2 separate regions of the Ovis aries genome follow, and region 1 is linked to region 2. The links are chromatin contacts, called in public Hi-C maps. All regions are on one chromosome and are shown on one strand. The core of a region is the stretch at or near the end of the contact, and the rest is flanking DNA. Distances in the headings are between cores, read along the strand shown.

Region 1 (4,533 bases), core at 847-3,346, 73 kb before region 2:
TCATGGGAGTTTTGTATTCAGGGATCACATCCCTCTCCCCGTAGCCGCCCCCCCCCCCACCCCCATCAGGGATTTCTCCTCTAGCCCCTCCCTCTCCCCTCTCAGCAGCAAGGTAAAGTGAAGGCAGTCTGGAAACCTGTTGCCAAAGCAATAGATGCTTCTGAAGGAGGAAGTTGAGAGTCTTCGGCCAGGCTGTGTGTTTGTGTGTGGGGGGCGGAGGTAGTCAGTTAAGCAGGGACTGATTGAAAGGAGACCTAGCCCATAGTCTCCTGCGGTTTACCTTTTTTTGTTAGGAGGGTGGGAAATGAGAGTTTGTGAATTGTGTGAGATATTTTCAACTGAGGAAGGTGAAGTTGGATTTTCTGGATGAAAGTGGTAGCTTTGGGGACAGGATATGACAGTGCATTCCAGGGATCCAGGGACTGGCATGGAGTAGGTGCATGTGTGAAACAATGTCTCACATAGGCCAGGATTTTTGTAGTTTCTTCTGCCTGGGACCAAAGTAAACCCTCTGGGGAATGGGAGAAAGAGGAGGAGGGGGCTTGCCGGCGGAGAGGTGAGGATGGTGAGTTCCTTTGAGAGGGAGCATTTCTGATCGAGGAGGGGGCTGCCCTTAGGGGGTACTCTTCTTGGGCCTGGTGGATGGCCTTTGCCACTAACCACAGTCTCTCTCCTCTCTTTCCCCTCCAGGGTAACAAGATGCTCAACTACAGTACTCCCAGTGCCGGGGGTTGCCTGCTGGACAGGAAGGCGGTGGGCACCCCTGCCGGCGGGGGTTTTCCCCGGAGGCACTCGGTCACTCTGCCCAGCTCCAAATTCCACCAGAACCAGCTTCTCAGCAGCCTCAAGGGTGAGCCAGCCCCAGCTCTGAGCTCTCGGGACAGCCGCTTCCGAGACCGCTCTTTCTCAGAAGGGGGCGAGCGGCTGCTGCCCCCCCAGAAGCAGCCGGGAAGCGGCCAGGTCAACTCCAGCCGCTACAAGACGGAGCTGTGCCGCCCCTTCGAGGAGAACGGAGCCTGTAAGTACGGCGACAAGTGCCAGTTCGCCCACGGCATCCACGAGCTCCGAAGCCTGACCCGCCACCCCAAGTACAAGACGGAGCTATGCCGCACCTTCCACACCATCGGCTTCTGCCCATACGGGCCCCGCTGCCACTTCATCCACAACGCCGAGGAGCGCCGTGCCCTGGCCGGGGCCCGGGACCTCTCTGCTGACCGTCCCCGCCTCCAGCATAGCTTTAGCTTTGCTGGGTTTCCCAGTGCCGCCGCCACCGCCGCTGCCACGGGGCTGCTGGACAGCCCCACATCCATCACCCCACCCCCCATCCTGAGCGCCGATGACCTCCTGGGCTCACCCACCCTCCCCGATGGCACCAATAACCCCTTCGCCTTCTCCAGCCAGGAGCTGGCGAGCCTCTTTGCCCCTAGCATGGGGCTGCCCGGGGGTGGCTCCCCGACCACCTTCCTCTTCCGGCCCATGTCTGAGTCCCCTCACATGTTTGACTCTCCCCCCAGCCCTCAGGATTCTCTCTCGGACCAGGAGGGCTACCTGAGCAGCTCCAGCAGCAGCCATAGTGGCTCAGACTCCCCTACTTTGGACAACTCAAGACGCCTGCCCATTTTCAGCAGACTTTCCATCTCAGATGACTAAACCAGGGTAGGGAGGGACGCCCCTGCCTACTCCCCTCCCCCACCCCCTCATCCCCTCCCGACATCCCCTACCCTTACCTCCCTCCCCTTCTGATTCCTGACAAACCCCTACATTAACAAGGTTAAGCTCAACCCCTTTCCCCCAGAACCTTGGAATGCCCCCTCCCTCTCCCCTCTTTACACCCCACCCCCCAACATAAGGACAAGTCAGTTTGTCAGTAGCTTCCTCTGGCTTGAACCCCCTCGATTTTTATAGCCCACTTAACCATGCATAACAGACAAGTCCCATATTTGTCAGTAGATGCCTTTTTTTTTTTTTTTACCCCCGCCCTGGCTTAAGCCTTAAGTGCCAAATCACAAAAGAAAAAGCAGTAACAGTTTACAGAAGCAACTTAGTGCCTTGTAATCTAACTTTGTCACTGTGACTACATTACCTCTTCAGCGCCAGAGGGCACCCGTGGGCCTCCCCAGAGCCTCTGCCCAGGGGGAGGGGGAGGTGGGGGGGGGCATGTAGAACCAGCAGCTCCCTCCACTGGCAACACAATTGCACCTTTCCTTAATTTCAATCTCCCACACACTTCTTCCCTCCCTCTCCCTGGTAGCCCCCACACCCCCCTCGGGAGAGTTGTTGCCAGACTTGGGTTTTTGGGGAAACCTGTCTTGACATTCAAAACCTTTTTTCTTCCCGACCTGAACCTCTGTTGACTAATCTTGCCTGGGTTCGTGTAGGTCTGCAGGAAGGAAGACTGCAAAAGCGGATGAAGATTGTGACATAAGTGGGACTTTGTGATTTAATTTTTTTCTTTTTTAAGTGGGGAGGAAGGGGAAGCTAGATGGACTATGAGAGACTTGATTTTGGTGCTAAAGTTCCCCAGTTCATATGTGACATCTTAAAAAATAACAACAAAAAGAGAGAAAAGCTTAAAAAAAAAACATGTAAGGGGTGAGCAGTTAATGGTATTCATTCCACATACAATATCTGTGTAAAACGATTTCCTGTAGAAGTAGCTTTAATGGTTTTTGCTCTAGAATACCGTAGGTCTATCCTTAGAGCACTCACGCCATGCTTTTTTCCCTGGGTTTTAAACTTCATATAACTTTCAGAAATTGGAGAGCAAAAATTTTGCTTGTCACTGCACATCAATATAAAAAAGCTTATTTAACTTATCAAAACGTATTTATTGCCAAACTATGCTTTTTTTTTGTTAATTTTGTTCATATTTATCGGGATGACAAATCCATAGAATATATTCTTTTATGTTAAATTATGATCTTCATATTAATCTTAAAATTTTGTGACGTGTCTTTTTCCTTTTTTTCCACAGTTTTAATATATTATTCTTCAACGACATTTTTTGTAACTTTACACTTTTTTTGGTTATTTTATTTTAAAAAAATGAAAAATTAATTTAAAAAAATGCAAAAAACTGTTGGATTATTTATTTTAGAAATTTCCCCCCTTTGTGTTGGACTGCAAATTGAGTTTCTTTCTCTTTTGGCCTTTCACAACTAGGACTGAGAATGTATGTAAAAGTTCTGTGACAGTACAGAAGGAAAACAACTTTTTATGTATAGCTTCTAAAAGGGAAAAAAAAAAAAGAAACCCTTTGACTTCCACGTGCCCATCTCAAGACATTCCGATTGCAGATTTGAGGTTCTGGATTCCAGGTTTTGGAGTTTTCCAATGTTAATACAAACAGAACTGGCACACCACACATTAAGATGAATGTAATTATTATTCCTCTTGCTGGTCACTACCGTCGCTTTCTATTTCTCTTTCTTTGTGTGAATTTATTTAAAAAAAAAAAACTTTTTGTAACGACTATTTGCAGTTTAAAAATCAATAAACCCATTTTTTTCAAGAAACATCGATGGTGAAGCTGGTTTTGCTTGCTTTGGTTTTACTGTGCCTGTAGGCTTGTAGATGAGGTAGGTGCTAGGAAGGGGAGGAGGGGAGAAGGGCCCTGGTTGATTTCTTCTAGTCTTTAACAGCTAAACCAGTGGCTGGCTCCTTTTGTTGAGGTTGGAAGTCTGTTGAGCTTAGAGGGGATGGTGTGGGAGTTGATTGCAAAGCAGCCTGTATTTGTATTAACCTGCCCAGTTGTTGGTTGTTGACTAGGGGCCAGCCTTATCCACGCTGTAGCCTCGAAGGTTCTTCTGGAGACCTGAGGCATGGGGGCTTCCAGTATTCCCTGCTTAGTCTGTGGTCCTAATGTTTGGGGTGCTGAAATGATAAGAGGGGGATGTAGCACATGGCACTCCAGCAAACCTGGATTTGTTCTTTTATTTGGGCGCTTCCAGCCTTTTTTTTTTATTTTTGGCTGTGCCACCTGGCACATGCAATCTTAGTTCCTAGACTAGGGGTCAAACCCACACCCTTGCATTGGGAGTGTGGAGTCCTAATCACTGGACAGCCAGGAATTCCCTCTAGGCTTGTTTTTCTCTGCAGGAGATGGACCTGAAGCCCTAGCCTCTTAACACCTGTCTGGGGTGGGTATGATGAACCACTGTAGACTCATGGGTTTTCAGGGTGGTGAGGGGCTCAGTCACAGGGCACTAGGGGCAAAGGTGGTTTCATTTGGACTCAACATGTGCTTCTATATTTGGAAGGCTGTTAAAGGGAAGAGGCATGAAAATGGCCTGTGTAATGGGAAGTCATCAGTTCCCACCACCTTCATCTTTGTTGCATCCCTGATGCCACGCAGGATAGGCAGGTGGTCATCTTGGAAAGGATGAGGTCTCCTTGGCTAGAGGAACCTCAGCCATTGTTAGATGGCCACTTAGAGGGGATGTTTTGCCTGCCAGAGAGAGGCTGCATCCTGAAATCTCAGTCTGGTTCTTGGGAGGATTTCTATCTGAGGAGGCAGGGATATCTGAGGCTTAG
Region 2 (4,663 bases), core at 66-2,565:
CCCTGCTGTTCGTAAGGCCAGTAAAAGAAGAGAATAAGAAGGGAAGCTCAGATTGAACTACAGTCCATAGCGCTGACTTAAACTTTTAGAAGCCTACAACGAAATGGACAGACAATTTTCTGAAGGAGCGACAAATTCCAGATCTTTCTTAGTGCATACATGTGTCTTTAAGGCACTTCAGTTTTGTCTGACTCTTTGCGACTCTATGGACTGTAGCCCACCAGGCTCCTCTGATCATGGAATTCTCTAGGCAAGAATACTGAAGTGGGCTGCCACGCCCTCCTCCAAGGGATCTTCTTGACCCAGGGATTGAATCCATGTTTCCGTGGCTCCTGAATTGTAGGAGGATTCTTTATCGCTGAGCCACTGGGGAAGCCCAAACTTTCTTAGGCATCCTGTTAAAAGGCTCCTTCTCTTAGAGTCTGTAATGTGGAGGCTGCAGAAATGGGCTTCTTTATTTCTTCCCAGGCCTCCAGAGGATCATTTTCCATTTTTTTTCTCTTTTTCCATATTAAACAGAGCATCATACATTCCTGAGTATGCTTCTCCCACAGATTTGTTTTGACAAGCAGGGGTGGGGGAAGTTGGGAGGCCTGTAGAATGGGCTGCAAGATAACCTGAGGATCTAGGAGAGCCCTTTCCAAAACAATGGTTGATTATTTCCAGCTCTCTCTCAAGCTGGTCTTCTCAGAGAGCAGCCCTCATCAAAGGGAGACAGGCTGCTCTCTGCTTACCTTCACCCTTGTCAGAGGTGTGTTCAGAGGCTTCCCTCACCCTGATGGTGACCTGCTAACATCCATGCCTCTGGTCAAAGGTTTGTTTATGTATTTCATTAAATAGGTTGAGCATTTATCAACCATTATTGGTATTTCATAACCACTCCTCTTGGTGTTGTAATTACAATTCTTTTGCATTCTTAAATTTCAACACATGATTTTTTAAAAATAGGATACTTGGGTTTCAAAATCATGCAGTTTTCCCCTTTATGAGTTTGCATGGGAATGTAAAAAGGAACTGGGGAGAGAGGGTCCTTCTAGGACTTTACTCACAATACCTTCTTTCCAAAAAGCTCCGCTTGGCATTGTTTTGGCAGTTGATTTTATCATAAGTTATAGATTTCCCTTCCTTTATAACTCTGGGACAGGCATTCCTTTCTATTTTTATAGGGAAGGAAAGATTATTGCCTAAAACCTTAGTGATTTTGCTTCCTCCCCAGAATAGTAATTTTATCGTTATGTAGCAAGAATATCTACACAGGTTTATTTAGTAAAGATTATATTCAGAGGTCTGGGTACTGATTAACGATGCTTGGCCCGCTGAACAATGGGCGTAACCTGGGCTAGATAAACCAAATAAGACCTTTGTCTTGTTTTGCTGGCTGCTCAAAATTGCCTCTACCATAAAATCATTGAGCCTCCAAGGAGAGGCCAAGATTCTGCCTGTGAAGAGCTGGGTTTTATTTCCTGGTCTTGGTGGATAGTTGAACACAAGTGGGGATGCTGATAAGAAAAGCCTTAAGGACATGTGTACTTGTGAGTGTGTGTGGGTCTATACATACTTGTGCACATGCTCACAAGTATACTGCTTCACCCTGGGACCCAGGCTGTGGGGAACGAGATGGTGAAGTAGTTTACCTGCATGTCCGGTAAGGCATGAACACGGAAGGCCTTCACCCGACTCTTGTTCTAAGGTATTCACATTCTCTTCCTCTCTGGCGCTGGTTGGGGCCACTTTGCCCAGGTGGACAAAACAAAGGACTAAGGAAGTTCCAGATCCAACAGTGTTCTGAAGGAGCTATTCTGCTATCCTCAGAGGTGCCTGGAAGAGATAGTGAGCTTGAGTATGTGATCTGATTAACATGAACCTACCCCTCTCCTGGGAAAACCACTTGGGTTTGTTCCAGATTGGGGTCAACAGTGTGACACTTATTTCCTCAATATACTCCAACTTTGCTGAACATTTTTTGAAAATAAAATCCTCCAGTACTATTGTGTAGACCTTGCATTTCTCAGAAGCACTCCCTGTATCTTTGGGGAAATCCCTGAGAGCGGATTACCTGCCCTAGCCCCTGACACAGGTCTGGTTTTCAAGTCGAGGGGAAGAAACATTAGGAAAACTCCACTCCAGAGAGCTCAGGCCTTTCCAGGGCTGTGTTTTATAATGGATTGCTTGGAGGAACTGAGAATGCTTATCCTGGGGAAAAAAACTCTCAGAAGGAATCAGGCTGATAGTGTTAAAATACCCAAAGGGCTCTCATGAAGGAAAGGAAATAAATTCATTCAAACTATGACTGAAGGGTGGAAGTTTCCAAAAGTAGTGCTTTGGTTCAATATTAGAATGACTGTCTCATAATCATCCAATGATGAATGGAAAGCTTCCTTGGAGGTGCTGAGAAAGGACCCAGTTTCAGGATCGTGAAAGCAGGGGACAGCAGGGGTGTCGTAATGTGAATTCCAGAACTAGGCGTGAGGTTCAACCGATGACCTCCAAGGTTCCCTCCAGCTCTAAGATTATGTGATTCTATATCTGTAATTTTCCATTTCCCTATTAAGAAGAAATTTTCCACATTCAAAATTGTTCTTAGCATTTGATAAAAGTTGTGGGATGATTTCTGCTCTACTTAACGTGGGGCTTGCTCTTTTGCCCCAAGGCTCTACAAGATATAAATACATCAGCGCTGTTTGTTGGGCAGAGAAGATGGGAGTTTACTGCTGGCTTGTTTACATGAGACCTAGTGTGGAGGGGTTGGGAACTTCATGTCTTGCCTCACATCTCTGCAACTGTCTGTAATTCCTCCATCTAAAGGACCTGGGTATCTTGCCCCAGTCCTGGGTGGTGGACACGGCAGAAGCTGTCTTACACCAACTGCCTTGGCAATTCTCTCAGCATCCTCCCAATCCCCCCCAATTCCATATCCGTCCCATGGAGCCTGGATGATATGACTATTCTAAAGAATCTCCTGAGATTCTTACCCAACTGGAAGACAGAGTAAACTGTCTTTTAAGTGCTCCTTTCATTAAACCACCATAAAGAATAAAAAACCCTTCTGTTTAAAAACTCCACTAACCTAAACATCCAGTAAACAGTGGATTATAATTTCATCTGACTTTAGCTTTAAAGTGGAAAGTTCTTTTGTTTAAACATAGTTAAATCTTTGCCTTGAAGGTTGACTGGTTGATTTTTTTCCTTGCTTTCAGAATACTCTTTCTTCTTTGGTTTTGGGCTAAGGATTGCCCAGGGCTAAGTGTTGCAAGAGAGATTTAGGAGTTGAGAGTAAAATACGGATTATTCAGAAATGAATGATCTCACACCAACTGATTGTACGTCAGTGTTCACTTTAACTAGTAGAGTGCGATCAAGGATCTGGGGTGGCGGACCCAATTCCTTTTTTAAAAAAACTTTCTATTTTGTATTGAGGTGTAACTAGTTGGCATTGTTACGATAGTTTCAGGTAAACAGCGACAGGACTCAGCCATACACAGACATGTATCCCTTCTGATGGGGGACCCAGTTCTTTAGTTCTCCCAGCAATCACCAAGGAGAGGTAAGTATTAGCTATCAGATCCCTTTAGCTAAATTTCAGACTAAAGGCAATGAATAAAGGGGCTCAATGTGATTAGCTACCTGAGGAGTGCAGATTAAAACCACCGGGAGATACACATACATCAGAATGGCTAAAACTGAAAAAGCCTGAAATACTTAAGTGCTGGTGAGGATGGAGAGCAACTTGGAACTCTCACGCACTGCTGGTGGGAGTATAAATTGGTACAACCACTTTGGAAAACTGGCAACATCTACTAAAGCTAAAACTACCCCATGATCCAGCAATCCCATGTCTAGGGATATACTCAGGAGAAATTGTGTTCATGTGTCTTATAACCCCAAACTGGAACCAACACAAATGTCCACTAATAGGAGAAAGGATAAATAGACTGCAGCATACTCATACAATGGAATACTACACAGAAATAAAAAGAATCAACAGCTGAAACACTGATACCACAATATTTTTTGAATGAAAGAAGCCAGACCCTGAAGAGTATATGCTTCATGATCCATTTATATAAAGCTCAAGAACAGAAAAACTAATCCATGATGATGCAGAGCTGTTATTACTTTGGGTAAGGGGATAGTTTGAGTGAACTCCAGGAGATGGTGATGGACAGGGAGGCCTGGCATGCTGCGATTCATGGGGTCGCAAAGAGTCAGACACGACTGAATGACTGAACTGAACTGAACTGACTGAAGGGGATAGTGACTGGGAGGTAGGATGAGGGAAATGCCTATATCACAGGCTGAGTGGTGATTAAAAAAATTTTTTTTGGCTGCACCTTGCAGCATGTGGGATCTTAGTTCCCCAACCAGGGATCAAACCCAAGTCTAGTACAGTGGAAGCACTGAGTCTTAACCACTGGACCGCCAGGGAAGTCCCTTGAGTGGTGATTTTATAGGTGCGTACATTTGCAAAATCCATCCAGCTGTTAATTTAAGATTAGTGCACTTCAGGACCACAGTGGGATACCATTTCTATTACCACCACAAGGAAGGCGAAAATAGAACAGACAATAGTGTGTGTCGATAAGGATGGGGAGGAACTGCTTCTCATGCATGGTTGCTGGGATTATAGAGTGTTTTAAAGAAAAATTTAGCAGTTCTTCACAAA

The links. Hi-C and Micro-C count contacts between places; a contact is called where the count stands out from the background.
Region 1: a Hi-C map of liver shows a contact between it and region 2, with 2.2 times the contacts expected there. The contact joins two enhancer-like sites. A contact is called at or near these places in 5 of 16 Hi-C or Micro-C datasets (blood, hypothalamus, liver and 2 more).

The regions. Positions count from the first base shown.
Region 1 is chr7:78,696,679-78,701,211 of ARS-UI_Ramb_v3.0, reverse strand. ZFP36L1 (ZFP36 ring finger protein like 1) reads left to right here. Exons shown (of 2, transcript XM_015097137.4): 2 at 691-3,515. The coding sequence ends at 1,650. Among named protein-coding and RNA genes, the nearest start is that of ZFP36L1, 4.2 kb to the left of the region's middle. Within about 2 kb of position 2,096, at least 23 of the 54 cell types and tissues checked have an H3K27ac peak or open chromatin away from gene starts, as enhancers often do. A contact at or near this core is called in liver, where this site is marked.
Region 2 is chr7:78,622,558-78,627,220 of ARS-UI_Ramb_v3.0, reverse strand. No RefSeq gene overlaps it. Among named protein-coding and RNA genes, the nearest start is that of ZFP36L1, 78 kb to the left of the region's middle. Within about 2 kb of position 1,315, at least 10 of the 54 cell types and tissues checked have an H3K27ac peak or open chromatin away from gene starts, as enhancers often do. A contact at or near this core is called in liver, where this site is marked.